2 separate regions of the Oryza sativa genome follow, and region 2 is linked to region 1. The links are chromatin contacts, called in public HiCAR-type maps. All regions are on one chromosome and are shown on one strand. Each heading gives the region's core, a stretch centred on a gene start, on an enhancer-like site or on the middle of the called end of the contact. The rest is flanking DNA. Distances are from core to core; before and after follow the strand shown.

What was found. HiCAR-type assays count read pairs that join an accessible place to other places.
Region 2: a contact with region 1 is called in a HiCAR-type map of leaf, with 2.0 times the contacts expected there. The contact joins the promoter of LOC4325370 here to the promoter of LOC4326248 in region 1. A contact is called at or near these places in 2 of 15 Hi-C or Micro-C datasets (both in leaf) and 1 of 4 datasets of contacts at active chromatin or transcription factors (leaf).

Annotation. Positions count from the first base shown.
Region 1 is chr1:26,764,167-26,766,866 of ASM3414082v1, reverse strand. It overlaps LOC4326248, which reads right to left and starts at 1,407. Exons shown (of 12, transcript XM_015774929.2): 1 at 1,199-1,407; 2 at 442-546; 3 at 253-359. The coding sequence starts at 276.
Region 2 is chr1:26,892,353-26,895,052 of ASM3414082v1, reverse strand. LOC4325370 (acyl-CoA--sterol O-acyltransferase 1) reads right to left here and starts at 1,424. Exons shown (of 1, transcript XM_015791595.3): 1 at 1-1,424. The coding sequence starts at 1,304. The coding sequence ends at 234. LOC9272417 (GDSL esterase/lipase At1g28600) reads right to left here. Exons shown (of 4, transcript XM_015783385.3): 4 at 1,473-2,106. The coding sequence ends at 1,898.

The DNA of each region.
Region 1 (2,700 bases), core at 158-2,657:
AGCAATGACTAAGATATAGCATAGTACACGTGATAAGCCTACAGCGCAGTTAAGTAGGGGAACAAAGTACTGAATGTTATGTATGTTTATATCGAAGGGAGAAATGGCCAAACTCCTTGTTTCAAAATGCCAAACATTCTAGTTTGAATTAGAAGTACTAAACGAAATTCAGAACATTGCAGAAGAACCCCTATCAGTCAAGTTAAAGGTCAAGAACATCAAGCTCATAGATCATAATAAGATTGCACCTACCAAGTATGAGGAGCATTCTTCCATATGACACCAGTAGAATCGAGAACTAAAACTTGACCATTTGTAGTACCAACAGCAACAAGAATAAGGTTTCCATCCTTTTTATGCTACAAAAAAAATACCCAATCAAAAACAGCAAATTGTAAGACAGAAATGAGACAGAGCCTAATTTCAATCCTAAAAAATTACCTTTTTCTGAACAGAGCAACATGCAATACAACTGTATGAATCATCTGGGGCTGAAATTGGATCAGTCCATCCTTCTATTATTTCTCCTCCTCCTGTACGCCATACCTTCTCAATTAGAAAAGCACAAGCAGAAAAAATGGATAGGTTAGCATACATCAAAGCTACAATCTCACAATTTGGATTGATGTTTTGAGCGAAGGAAAGATTTTAATGCTAAACACATATCCATCCGAATTTCCTCCATCATGTAAAGCTCAACTTTTCACCCTCTTTTTGTTAGTAGTAGTAGACTTTCACCTCTCCGAAGTACCATTTCTAAAATAGATAGGCTATCTACCATTCACAGATCTCAGCTTTTAACTTCTATCACTCTCTACAAACAGCTTATAAGCAAAATTATATACTCTTGAGTCTTGAGGTAGACGCCCAACGTATTTAAATAGTGATACATCATGAAAACTATTGCCTACAACCAAGCAGCACTTCACCCGGAAGAAACAAAAACCAACTTCACCAAACTCCCCTATTTAATCGCCGTGAGAGAGCAAGCGTTCGAACCTAGTTCCCCAACCATACAGCAATCACTCGCGAGCCACGAGACATCTCGAAAACCAAAAGCACACTACTACATCGTAGCGCAGCGACCGTATAACGCTCCAGCAGCGGAAGTATTCCCCCCTAATCAACAACGACCGAAGGACGAGGGGAACAGCGCGTAAGGAAGGGGGGATTCAGGTGACGGGTTCCGAGCGAGGACCTGGACTCGCCGATCGGAGACGGCAGCGAAGAGCTCGCCGTCGGGGGAGAAGGCGGCCGCGTCTGGCGGAGGGGGCGCCGCCGTCTTGTCGCCCGCCATGGCTGGTTGGGGGGGGGGGGGGGGGGGGAAGTAACGACGGCGCGGGGCAGCTCGGAAAGGAAGGACGGGGAGAAGCGGCGAGGGTTTTCAGGTTTTGGTTCTGGCGTCCCGGGTTTTTGCTGGTCCGAGCTGCTAAAATGGAGGCGAGGCCGTTGGGCCGACAGATTGGGCCAGAAAACTTCGGCTGATTGCAGTGGGCGTGGCCCGGTGAGCATTGTAAAGATGGGAGTTCGCTTTTAAACTCTCCTTCCAGACCCTCTTAAAACCCCACGTCTTCCAGCCAAACAATAAATTTAACAATCCCCACCCTGCAACTCCTTTCTCCCTAATAATTCCCCCAACCAAACAGCTGTTAGGTCTTTGTAAGAGTGGTAGGTGAAGATTTAGCCGTGGAGGTTGTATTTCTTTGGAATTGTAAGAAACTGTCGTAAGTTTTTTTAAAATAAAACTTTCAAACTTATGGTAGTTCTTTACATGGTCTCATTTTTTTTTCAGAACAACGTCCACCGTATGGTTTAGCGAGTTAGATTTGATTGGAGGTTAAGAGTTTGGATCTATGGTTAACGAGGTAGAATTTTGGTGTACTTAGAATGCTTATGAAATTTGTAGAGCAATTCGATGATTTGAGGCATGATTAGAAATTCTAGTGGATGGACCATCAGTATATTCAGGCACTATATATGTCAGATTAACTAGTCAGGTATATCAGGTATTCCCTCCTGTTGTTAATATTTGATGCTGTTGATTTTTCTTTTAACGGATGCCGATGGAAGTGACAACAGTGAAGGCTCGGGAGAACGATGAGGCCTGTGGCATGCAGCTCTGGTGCTCGTCTCTGTTGCTCATCATCATCCACTCCTCGTTGCGTCGCACGGCGGCCCGCAGCATGCTTTGGTGACCACCTAGTAGATCTGTCGCTCGGGAATTCGACGGCCCTGGGACAGTTGCTTGGGCTGGATAGAGGTTGCTGTCGTGTGCTTCTCATCTCACTCACCGGCATCCCGCTCCTCATCACTCCTCTCACCGTCCCTGCTTCCTTCTGGGCATGGACGCGGACGTCGGTACCAGTGCAGACTTATTGTTCGGCTCGTCGGTGCCAGACTTGCGGAGAAGAGGGAGGCTGAGTGACGGCTCCGGCAACTTGGGCCACTTCGACGGACAACGGCTGTAGAAGGACAAGACTATGGGAAATTTTGTCAGGATAGTATTTTAGGGTGTAAACCTGGTAATTTAGCAAATCCTAATTAGGCCTTATTCGGTTTAGAGGGGATTAAAGAGAATCGAAGAGAATTGAGGGGGAATAATTCCACAATACAATAGGTGTAGAATAAATTCTCTCTAATCCCTCCCTCATGGGGATTAACGAAAAAGGCCTTATGGTTAGCGTTTTGACCAAACCCCTC
Region 2 (2,700 bases), core at 175-2,674, 130 kb before region 1:
CTGATGTTGCAAGCAATAGTGTGCTCTACAATACAAACTGACATATGGGCAGAATTATCATGCAAAGGGAATGAGTTCTTATTATGTTACATGACAACATCTTGGTGGTACTCAACTGAGAACGAAACTTTCGTCATTCTGCATCCAGCGCCACAAATTAACACTCGAACATATATAGGCCCAGATGGCACAGTGGCACGTACACAGAGTACATAACACCGGCCCGTAGATGATTAGAGGCTCGAAACCACCCCAAACGGTCGGAGCAGACGCCTCGAGACGCCCATGATCAACTGCAGCATCGCCGCGGCCTCCTCCATCAGCCGCACGTCGGCCCCGGCCCTCATGAACGGCCCGAAGAAGAGCTCCGATATGGTGACGACCATGAAGGCGCTGACGAGGAGGTACGCCGCCACCTTGGGCGGCCGCCACAGCCCGGCCGCCCTGGCCCAGCGCTCGGCGATCTGGGACACGCCGTGGAGCATGAAGAAGAGCACCATCTCCCCCCTGGGCCGCCGCAGCGTCAGGTACAGGTAGAGGAGCTCGTGGAGCAGGCCCGACATGAGGAACGCCGCCAGCACGCCGGCGTCGCGGCCCCACCGCGCGCGCACGGGCTCGTACGCCGACGCCCGGAGGAGGTCCACCGCCATCAGGTTCCACTGCCGCCCCCAGAAGTCGTTCAGCGACGCGACGGCGAGCGGCGTGCTGAACTGCCTCTCCAGGCCGGCGTCCAGGACGGTCGCCGAGGCGAGCGCGACGGAGGAGAGGACGAGGTCGAGCGTGAGGAAGACCTGGACGCAGTATAGGAAGTGGACGGCGTACACGGGTAGCCAGCCCGTGTGCGGGTACGCCACGAAGAGGCAGCTGAGGAAGAAAAAGCTCCGGGCGCAGGGACGGAGGAAGTCAGCGAGGGGCGGTGGCGGCGGCGACGAAGGAGAACGCTTGGCGGCGGGCGGCTGCTGGCTGAGGCGGAGCTTGATGGGGAGGCTGGCGCAGAGGACGAACGGGACGAGGGGGAGGGACGGGTGTAGCGGGCCGATGCCGAGCGCGAGGAGGACGAGCTTGTTGATGGCGAGCCAGGTGTGGAAGAAGGTGCTGAAGAGGCGGAAGTGGAGGGAGTTGAACAGGCACGGCAGGTAGACGAAGACGGGGAACGTCGGGGCGAGCGCGGCGAGGCGGGGCAGTCCTGGCCGTAGGCGGCGGCAGGCCGAGCGCGCGTACCACGCGCACGCCGGGACGAGCAGCACCGTCCATGCCATCGCCCTCAGCTCCGACGCCATCGTCGGCTTGTCGAGCGTTTGCATTATGGCTCCGGGCGACGATCCGACGACGAGTCGACGACGAACTTACCGGGAGGAACTAAATGTGCATGTGTATCGAGCGACCAAGTCCTTATAAAATGTGTTGACGATCTCTAGTTGTCCTCCCCGATGCATTGAGAAAGAGAGAAATACGTGCGAACAAAGAAAATAGAAATACAAAAGGTCTGGAATGAATCGTGATGGTATGTACATACATGGATTAAGGAGCGGAAAATCGCTCACGAAAACACTGTGATCACAAGGAGAAACGGAACTCCTCAACGAGCCGTAGCCTGTAGCAACGACGTCTCACGCTAAATCATGTCTGTTTGGGAAGAATAACTTAAAAGGAGCCATACACTTCTTCAGGGATCAGTAAAAAAGTGTTTCTCCAAACGCATGCAATTTGCAATTCGTCCATTGAATCATGGATCATAGCATGCAAACTTTGTACTAGCTCTTTCTCTACACGAATCCTGTAATTGAACTTCACCTACACAATGTACTACAATGTTTCCATGAGCAAGTAATAAAACCATAGCACAAAGAATGGATGGATCGATCTTCTTTCTACCGGTGGAGGAGGAGCGGTTTGGTCAGGTGGGCGGGCAGGTCTTGGCGAGAGGGACAGGGGAGGCGTGCGGGCCGTGGAGCACCCCGTCGGCGATTAGCTTGTACACCGCCTCCGTTGGGTGCGTCCCGTCCCACGAGACGTACGTCGATGGGTCCTCGCACACGGTGCACCCTGCCTTGCCGCACGGCACGCTCTGGTTCCCGCAGCAAGACCCCAGCGCGTTTGTGAATCCTGCATATAACACAGCGTGTCGATGTGTGTGTATTGGTTAAGGAAGATCAGAAAGAATAACACCGAGGAATAGATGAGCTGGGCTTCAAATGGGTATACTGTTAGGCCTGGAAACAGGCCCAGCCTAGTTATGAAACTCATTTTTCAGGCCTGTGACTGACCATGAGCTATGGCCTAGTATTAAAATGGAATAAGTCCACTTTGACTCCCTTAAATATGACCCGAATATAATCTGACCCTCAACCACAAAACCGTATAAGATGACTCCTCGAACTATTAAAACCAGTGTAATTTAACTCTCTCAGCGGTTTTGGAGGGTGGTTTTGCTGACATGGCGATATTGATCTGTTCTTCGTCCCACGTGGCGCATACGTGGCATTAGAATTAAAAAAAACATGTGGGCCCAATTTGCCATTCACACATATTGTGGGACCCACTAACATGTCATCCTCTTTCTTTCTCTTTCTCTCCCCTTTGCTGGTTTGCAGGGGGCAGGAGCTGGACCGGAGGCGGCGGGCAAGCGACAATAGGGCGGCAGCGCAGTCGAGCGGCGGCTTCCATCGCAGCAGCGTCGAGTGGCTTCCACGGGAGCGG